Linked DNA regions of Hordeum vulgare: region 1 is linked to region 2. A link is a contact called in public Hi-C data. All regions are on one chromosome and are shown on one strand. Each heading gives the region's core, a stretch centred on a gene start, on an enhancer-like site or on the middle of the called end of the contact. The rest is flanking DNA. Distances are from core to core; before and after follow the strand shown.

The links. Hi-C and Micro-C count contacts between places; a contact is called where the count stands out from the background.
Region 1: a contact with region 2 is called in a Hi-C map of leaf, with 4 times the contacts expected there. The contact joins the promoter of LOC123426895 here to the promoter of LOC123426893 in region 2. A contact is called at or near these places in 4 of 6 Hi-C or Micro-C datasets (leaf and seedling).

The regions. Positions count from the first base shown.
Region 1 is chr2H:508,599,187-508,603,513 of MorexV3_pseudomolecules_assembly, forward strand. It overlaps LOC123426895 (protein EPIDERMAL PATTERNING FACTOR 2-like), which reads left to right and starts at 2,173. Exons shown (of 2, transcript XM_045110798.1): 1 at 2,173-2,761; 2 at 2,888-3,283. The coding sequence starts at 2,665. The coding sequence ends at 3,159. LOC123426894 (LRR receptor kinase SERK2) reads right to left here. Exons shown (of 11, transcript XM_045110797.1): 10 at 4,277-4,327; 11 at 3,344-3,943. The coding sequence ends at 3,632. It overlaps TRNAW-CCA (a tRNA gene), which reads right to left and starts at 1,115; the gene lies at 1,044-1,115.
Region 2 is chr2H:508,429,234-508,433,694 of MorexV3_pseudomolecules_assembly, forward strand. It overlaps LOC123426893 (glutathione hydrolase 1-like), which reads right to left and starts at 1,633. Exons shown (of 7, transcript XM_045110795.1): 1 at 1,534-1,633; 2 at 1,105-1,433. The coding sequence starts at 1,540.

The DNA of each region.
Region 1 (4,327 bases), core at 923-3,422, 170 kb after region 2:
CTAGACTATATGGCACACTCTCTCTATTTCATTATCCTTTATCGGAAAAATGTTATTTTTAATATATTCTATTTATACATCAGAGAAAAATACTTGTAAAGAGGAAGAAACTCTTGAAAACGACATAGTTGTTTGATTATATTCAGGCTCCCAAACCAGATCAGCACAAGAAACAGTTCAGGTGCGACCACACAAGCCCAGCCCAAAATTATTTCTCCCTTGTTTTTTTACGAAAAGGGCAAAGGCCATATAGACACACTCTTCGACAAGGTCGAGATTGGCCAACCATCGTCGGTCAGAACTAGATCCATAGGACCAAGACGTACGACCATGTTGTTCTCTCCCCAAACCAGCGTGACCGAGACAAATCTGAAGAAAAAAATGTCAAACTCGAAGAACCATATCTGAGGATACATCATCTTCCACACGCCTCTCAGCGATACGAGGAAACATCACCGGGACAAGGGTGGAGCGACAAAACCTTATTCCACGCCAACAGCGACATCATTATCTCGCCACCGCTTAAAGAAGATATATCCGATACACGAAGTAGAAAAACCTATGACTCCCACCGGTAAATTGAGGCCTCGCCGTACAGCTCCGGCCTACCGGCGGAGGAGAACCTCGTACCTCAGGAGGTACCTTTTGATATAAGTCTAACTTAAACCTTAACTTTGTAGGCATTGTGTAGCACACCATGCATCCTAACCTCACCTGAAACATAAACCAACTGTAGTAAAAACTGAAACATCAACCACCATTAGTACCCCATGCATCTTAACCTCACTTGAAACATAAACCAACACTCAAAAACAAAAATTGAATTATCAAGCACCACCAGTTCAGTTACGTCAAAAAACTGCCACCATTAACTCAATTATGTAAAAGAAAAAACGCATTGTCTAGTACACCATGTATCTTAGCCTCACCTGAAACATAAACCAAAAACTGAAACATGAACCGCCATTAGCTAGCTCAGTTGTGTCAAAAAATTCATACTGCACTCAACAGTTAAAAAGTACCGGATATTTAGTTCGGGATATTGAACCCGACGTGAATCGAACACGCAACCTTCTGATCTGGAGTCAGACGCGCTACCATTGCGCCACGGATCCGGCATGCACACAATTGTAAATATCCCTTGATATTGTGGAACGTAAATGGTCTCTTCCTCTTCTCTTCGTTAAAATTCCGTCGCTGGAATGGCCATGCCGCATATTGAAGTTCTGTTCTCACGCCACCAGCAACAACTGTCACTCTTATTGCAGCTTTGAGGTTGCAGAGTACTGTATTTTTCATACATGAGCGGCAGATTTAAGCTTTACAAGACTGCAGTCCAACATAAGATTTCAGAGGCTACAGATGGATGACACCGAGCCCCATTTTACTGAAGAACAGATAATGCCTGTTTTTTCATTCATCATTTCATCTCAGCATGGAAGTCTAGTCGAAAAACTAGCTGAAGTAGAAGTAGTACAGATCAGATTTTAGTACCAACTGAAGCACCGCAGCAAGTTTCAGACTAATGCCTAGGGCTAGGTGGTTCCAAAGCAACGAGTCTCAGGCCTTCGGTTCATAGCCCCCTTCTGTTGACACGAAAAGGCTTGAGCTGAGCAACTAGTGGTTATGTCGAAGAGCCTATTCACTCATCCAGAAGCTCGTACCCGACGAACTCAACCCAATTCCATCCATCAGGCCCACGATGCACATGAAACAAGTGTCATGGCCGCGTCAGACCCACACCACGAAGAACTTGGCAGCGTCAGACACGTCGCCGTGCCGGCAGCCGGTCCATGCATGCAGCTTACATGCGCGCCATTAAACCGCGCAAGAGAGCAGCTCGCAGCTGCATTGATGCCGGCTTGGCTTGCTTGACCAGAGTTGTTGTACTGGTGCATTAACCGAACCAAAGAGGCGCAGCAGAGCAGAGCAGAGCAGAATATAGACGGATATATTCTGCACCCAGAAGAGTTTCAGTGTTACAGTATACTATGTGAACATAAAGTATATCCACGGGAAGCGACGTCGTCCTCTTCCGGGCCTCTCCCCCAGCTCCAGCTGCTCCTCTGCGGCGGCGCAATAACTGCGCTCCTGCCTGCGGCGCCCACCGGCGCGGCGATGACGGGCATAAATACGTGCCGGTCGGAGCAGCTTGTTCCGCCATCGACCGATCACACACACACACACACACTGCTGGTAGGCACGCACATCTACTACTCCTCGTCTTCTTCGTGCTCACTGGCTGCACGCAGGCACAAGGGTTCCATGTGAATCCTATCGAGGATCGTGTGAGCCGCCGTATCTCCACTCCGCTGTTATTTATGGTCGCTTGCCCTTGCACGCGCATCAGTCTCTGAAGCGTGCGTACGTACTAGCAGTGTGTGTATATAAGCAAGCGCTCGCCACTTCGCCAGCATCGCCTGGCCGGCTATCTCAGCTTCCTCATTCCCTGGCTTCCTCAGTTCCTCCACGTACGACTCCTCCACAACGTGCGAGCTAGCTGCGGTGCGAGACGAGACGATTAGGCCTTGTTCGGTTCCTCTAAATTTGAAGAGGTTTGGAGGGGATTGAGAGGGATTAAATCTCCTACAACTCAAATTTCATCTAAATCCCCTTCAATCCTCTTCAATCCCTCTTGGGAGGGATTAACCGAACAAGGCCTTAATGAGGAAGTCAGCTGGCGTGGGAGCTCTGGCGCTGGCCCTTGCGCTGGCCATGGCCTCCTGCTCGTGCGTGACCCATGGCACCAGAACCACACCAAGTAAGCCAGCCAGTCGATCGTTACGTACTCGCGTGGACTCGTACCTAGTACTCCGGCTACTTACCACTGCCAGCAGACGACATGGCACATGTGGCTGGCAATTGACACGTTACGTGCATTATGCAGGTTCAGGTGCCGATGCCCTGCAACCTGGCCGTGAGGCGACGCCCGGAGGGCAAGCGGCCTCGCCGTCGTCCCATCAGGAGAAGCAAGGGATGATGCTCAAGGAGGGAGCGGTGACGGGGTCGCGGCTGCCGGACTGCGCGCACGCGTGCGGGGCGTGCGCCCCGTGCAAGCGGGTCATGGTGAGCTTCCGGTGCGCCGAGGCCTCCGAGTCGTGCCCCATCGCCTACCGCTGCATGTGCCGCGGCAGGTTCTTCCGCGTCCCCACCCTCTAGTCTAGGCTCTGCAACGCCTGTGTTCCTTTCTTCTCGCTTCGTGATTCTGCTCTTGCTGGCGTTGGCGTCAAGCTTGTGGATTGTCTGTTCCTTGAGTGTTGTATGTAAGAAATAATAACGTTAACGTGCCGCGAGCCACAGTGGCACTCAGTGCTGCGCGTACAAACAAAACAATACAGCAGGATTTAGCACTACTACTATCAAGGATTTAGCACTACTACCAGCACCGATGAAGTGTATGTGCACGTACAAACAATACAGCAGGATTTTAGCATTAGCCAGCACAACAATGTGCAGCCTGCGACTAGAATTACTGACGCCAGGATAGATAGAACACATTCTTTCCCTTTCAAATTTGCTACTGCTAGCAGGACTCTGTCTGTCATCATGTACAAAAGAGAGCTAGAAATTCTGCAACGAGGGGCTGTCCGGAGCCTCAGGAGACGGTTTTGTTTTCTTCATTTTTTTCCTGTTACCTCGGGCCGGACAGCTCCACCGCCCGGAGGTTGAAAGTGGAGTCGACGATCCAGTCGTTGTGTCGCGGAGCCAGCTCCGCCTCCTGCCGGACCACCTCCACCTTCTGCCACTCCTCCCAGCGCTCCGCCAGCCCGTCGCCCTCCAGCATCCTCACCACCTCCGACATCTTGGGCCGGTCCATCGGTGACCCCTGCGTGCACAGCAGCGCCACCTGGATCAGCGCCTCCACCTCGTGCTCCACGTACACGCTCTGCAGGTCCGGGTCCACCAGCATCTCCACCTTCTTCTCTTTCAGCAGCCCTTTCACCTGCACCAACGCAACACACAATTCTCGGCATCACTTTTCACCTCTCACGCTAGCCTCCTCTCTCTCAATCATGGATGACACTACACATCACACATCACGCATGGGAGGGAGGCCAAGTGTCAGTCACCTTGTTTACTAACTGTCACTGATCACGCATGCTATAGGACACTGAACCAATAATGACAAACCGTTTGCTCCAGCTCTCAAACTAGAACTGGCAGACAGCTAAGATGCACGATGCAAACAAAACTAGAGTTGCATCGCTGCTCATGATATGTATGCTCAATGATAGAGAACTCCCGGTTCAAAAAAAAAAGATAGAGGAGAACTTACCCAGTCAAGCAGCATGACATCGTCGTCATTCGCAAGACGTGCGAGGTCAAA
Region 2 (4,461 bases), core at 383-2,882:
CTCCATCGTTCAAAATTCACTTTTTTCTTTTCTTTACGTACAGGAGTGATTGTTCTTGCCAAATCACAAACGGTAAATAGCCATATAATCATGTTCAAGACTCCAGAGTAGCAATTAGTTTCTTAGTTTTAAGTTTTCAACGGGAGAAGAAGTACAACAACTGGCAGGCATATGGAATTGCGGATCGTGTTCCTGTAGATTACCGCACTAGTGCACTGACAAAAGAGAAGCGGACGAAGCGCTGAACGGGACGTGGTTGGTGGCATCGTAGCATCAGTTTGCACGCCGGCCGGCCGAACGCGGATTCGTTTTGGCTTTCCCGGGCGCATGATAGCGTGGAGCGCCTCCTTTCCACTGGTCAAGACATGGACAACGCGCGGCGTTGATCATGGCGCCACTATGTAGCTTAGCCTCCACGCGTGTGCCCCCTCGGCCACAACGATCATTCTTTTGTTCTTCCCATCACTCCAAGGTACTAGTACAATCCAACACAAGCGACAGCAAGTTTGTGTGTGCGTGTGTATTACGTATATGCACAAACATATCCTTGAACTGCATTGATCAAGTACTATCAAAAGTCGATCAATACTGAATACTACTAGTTGGGAGTAGGAATCGAGCAGGTAGCAGAGAGTATGCATGTTATGTAATCACGGATCTGCGAGTATGCATGTTCTTTGCCAGCTGTAACAGAATAGTGGTATGACAGACCTAGGAAGGCGCACCAACCATGTGAATTAACCACCGAGTAGGTATGTGTCTGGTTATATATATCATTAGTTCGATACTCCATCGGCTTGATGATATTCTTTTTCCTAATGGGATAGGTTTGATGGTGTTCTTGTCAGTAAGTTTGAAAATTTTGGTGTGGAAGTATGAGAGTCACCGCTCCCCTACACAGCCATAAAACATTTCGGCTCAATCAGCGTCGTAAAAAGGGTGTAAGACCATGACAATTTGCATTGGTGTACACCGTAAGTATAGCCATTAGCCAGTCTCAACTCTCAAATGATATGATTGAACGAATAAAGTAAGGGAAGGCACAAGCATCCACAAGTCTTCGGGTAGACTACGAGGTAAGAGACGACTCCTCGAGATACTCACCTTTGTGGCGGCCAGTGGCGCGGTCTCACGGGAGTCGTAAATGACGGCCGTGCCGTCGGCGAGCCTGACGAGCATGAACGCGCCCCCGCCGATGCCGCTGGACGCGGGGCTGACCACGCCGAGGCAGAGCGACGTGGCGACAGCGGCGTCCACGGCGGTGCCGCCGCGGCGGAGCGCGTCACGCCCGATCCTCGAGCACCGCCCGTCGTCGGCCGCCACGGCGCCGTGCGGCGAGGTCACAACCTCCCTGCGTACAGCCTCCGCCGCCGCTCCGGCGGCAAGGAAGAGCAGGACGAGCGCGGCCGCCGACCATCGTAGGCGTCCAGCTGCTGGAGGTAAGAAAGAAAAAAGGAGTAGCTTAGTAGCTTAGCGCACAGTGATTCATTTGCGCGCACGATGGAGGGAAGAGAGTGAGCAGAGCAGTCTAACGGGCCATCAGCAGGCGCGGGAGGGAGCAGAACCCACGAAAGACCGCGTGGAAGAATCTGACTGGCGATTTGGACGAGTCGATCGGGTCTGGGAAGCCCGCAAGGCAAGGTTTTATATACGTACAAGTGAAGGGCGTCACATCTTTTACCGATACGTACGTGCAGAACAGCACGCTAAGAGCATCTTTATTTTCGAGAATACACAGGATACGACAGTGGTATCCCAGCTCAGCTCAGCATGGTTCAAGTCCTGATGATTTCATTATTTTTAACGTAAATCTCAAAATGATATGCCGGCTCAGTCTTTTGAAAATGCTCACAGGGTTGGGTGTACGTGTGTGCGTTTATAGGGGTAAATGTATGCACGTATATATAAGCGATTGCGTTTGTATTGTTGAGAAACGTCGCATTGGAAACAAAAAAATTCTACACGCACACAAAATCTATCCATGGTGATGACCATCTACGAGAGGGAAGAGTGCATCTACATACCATTGTAGATCGCAAAGCAGAAGCATATATACGTGGTTTGATGTAGTGGGACATCTTCACGATCCAAATCGCAGTCCGTTTCGCGATCTCATCACGATCCTTCCCGATCTAGCTCCGAACGAATGACATCTCCGCGTTCAGCACACGCACGGCTCGATGACGTCTCCTCCTTCTTGATCAAGCAAGAGAGGAGGAGAAGTAGATGTGATCTCAACCAGCACGACGACATGGTGGACATGATGATGGAGCAGTGCGAGCAGGGCTTCGCCAAGCACTGTCAGAACCGATCTGAGAAGAAAACGAAGTTATGGGAGAGGGAGTGCTGCTACTGGTGCGTGGGAATTGGTGTGTTCAGCCCCTCCCTCTCCCTCACTATATATAGGAGGCTAGGAGGAGGGTTGGGTTGCAGCCCTAGCCCCTCTTCCAAGGAGGGGGGTGGGCCTAGGGAGGTTTCATCCCTCCCCAAGGCACCTAGGAGGTGTCTTCTCCTTTAGGGACTCTTCCCTCCCAACCGCATGGGTCTTTGGAGGCTGGCCCAACAAGGCTTGGACACCCCCTTACAGCCCATGCACGTCCTAGGGGCTGGAAGGACCCTTCCGGACTCCTCTAGAACCTTTTGGAACCTTCGAGAAGCTTCCCGGTACAATACCGATTAAACCCAAAACTTATCCGGTAGCCAAAACAGGACTTCCCATATATAAATCTTTACCTCCGGACCATTCCGGGTCTCCTCGTGACGTCCGGGATCTCATCCGGGACCCCGAACAACATTCTTCACCAACATACATATCCCAATACTACTCTAGCGTCATCGAACGTTAAGTGTGCACACCCTGCGGGTTCGAGAACTATGCAGACATGACCGAGACACCTCTACGGTCAAAAACCAATAACGGGACCTGGGTGCATGTATTGGTTTCTACATATTCTACGAAGATCTTTATCGCTCGAACCACGATGTCAAGGATTCAATCAATCCCGTATGCAGTTCCCTTTGTCCATCGGTATGTTACTTGTTAGAGATTCGATCGTCGGTATCTCTATACCTAGTTCAACTTAGTTACCGGCAAGTCTCTTTACTCGTTCTGTAATACAAGATCCCGTGACTAACTCTTTAGCCACATTGCTTGCAAGGCTTATTGTGATGTTGTATTATCGAGTGGGCCTCGAGATACCTCTCTATCACACAGAGTGACAAATCCCAGTCTTGATTCACGCCAACCCAACAAACACCTTCAGAGATACCTGTCGAGCACCTTTATAGTCACCCAGTTATGTTGTGATGTTTGATACACACAAGGTATTCCTACGCACACGCAATACTTATCCAACTGTTTGGGAACGTTGCATGGGAAACAAAAAAAAATTCCTACGCACACGCAATACCTATCCATGGTGATGATCATCTACGAGAGGGGAGAGTGAATCGACATACCCTTGTAGATCGCTAAGCGGGAGCGTATATACTGTGGTTGATGTAGTGGAACATATTCGCTATCTAAATCGCAGCCCGTCCCGCGATCTCATCACGATCTGTCCCGCGATCCCATCACGATCCATACCGATCTAGTGCCGAACGGACGGCACCTCCTCGTCCATCACACGTACAACTCGATGACGATCTCCGCCTTCTTGATCCAGCAAGAGGGGCGTAGAGGTAGATGAGTTCTCCAGCACGGTGGCGTGGTGGTGGTGGTGGTGAACTAATCCAGCATGGATTCGCCTAAGCACTGCCGAGCTAGACTAGAGGAGAACGCGATCTAGATGAAGTGTACGGAGCATGTGGCAATTAGGGTTAGCCATCACCTCTAAAACCTCTAGTATATATAGGAGGAAGGGGAGAGGAGGCAGCCCTGGCCCCTACTCCAAGGAGGTTCGGCCGAACCAAACAAGGGAGGAATCCACCTCCCACAAGGGAGGTGGAATCCTATTAGGACTATTTCCTAATTTGGAAACTCTTTCCACCTTTTGGCTTTTTGCCGTATTCCTCCACTCCAGCTGCATGGGCCCTTAGGGGAGGCTTCGGCCTGCCCACCAAGGGCTGGTATGCCTCCTCTCACAGCCCATGAAGCCCTTGGTTCGTCACACCCATCTCGGCGGTCCCCGTTACCCTCCTCGCACTCCCGGTACACTACCGATGAGCCCAAGCTTTTCCGGAGACCAAAACGGGACTTCCTATATATCAATCTTTACCTACGGACCATTTCGGAGCTCCTCGTGACGTCCAGGATCTCATCCGAGACTCCAAACAAACTTCGGTGACCAACACCTATAACTCAACTATACCGAAACATCACCGAACCTTAAGTGCGCAGACCCTGCGGGTTCGAGAACTATGTAGACATGACGTGAGACATTCTCCGGTCAACAACCAATAGTGGGACCTAGGTGCCCATATTGGCTCCCACATATTCTACGAAGATCTTTATAAGTTGAA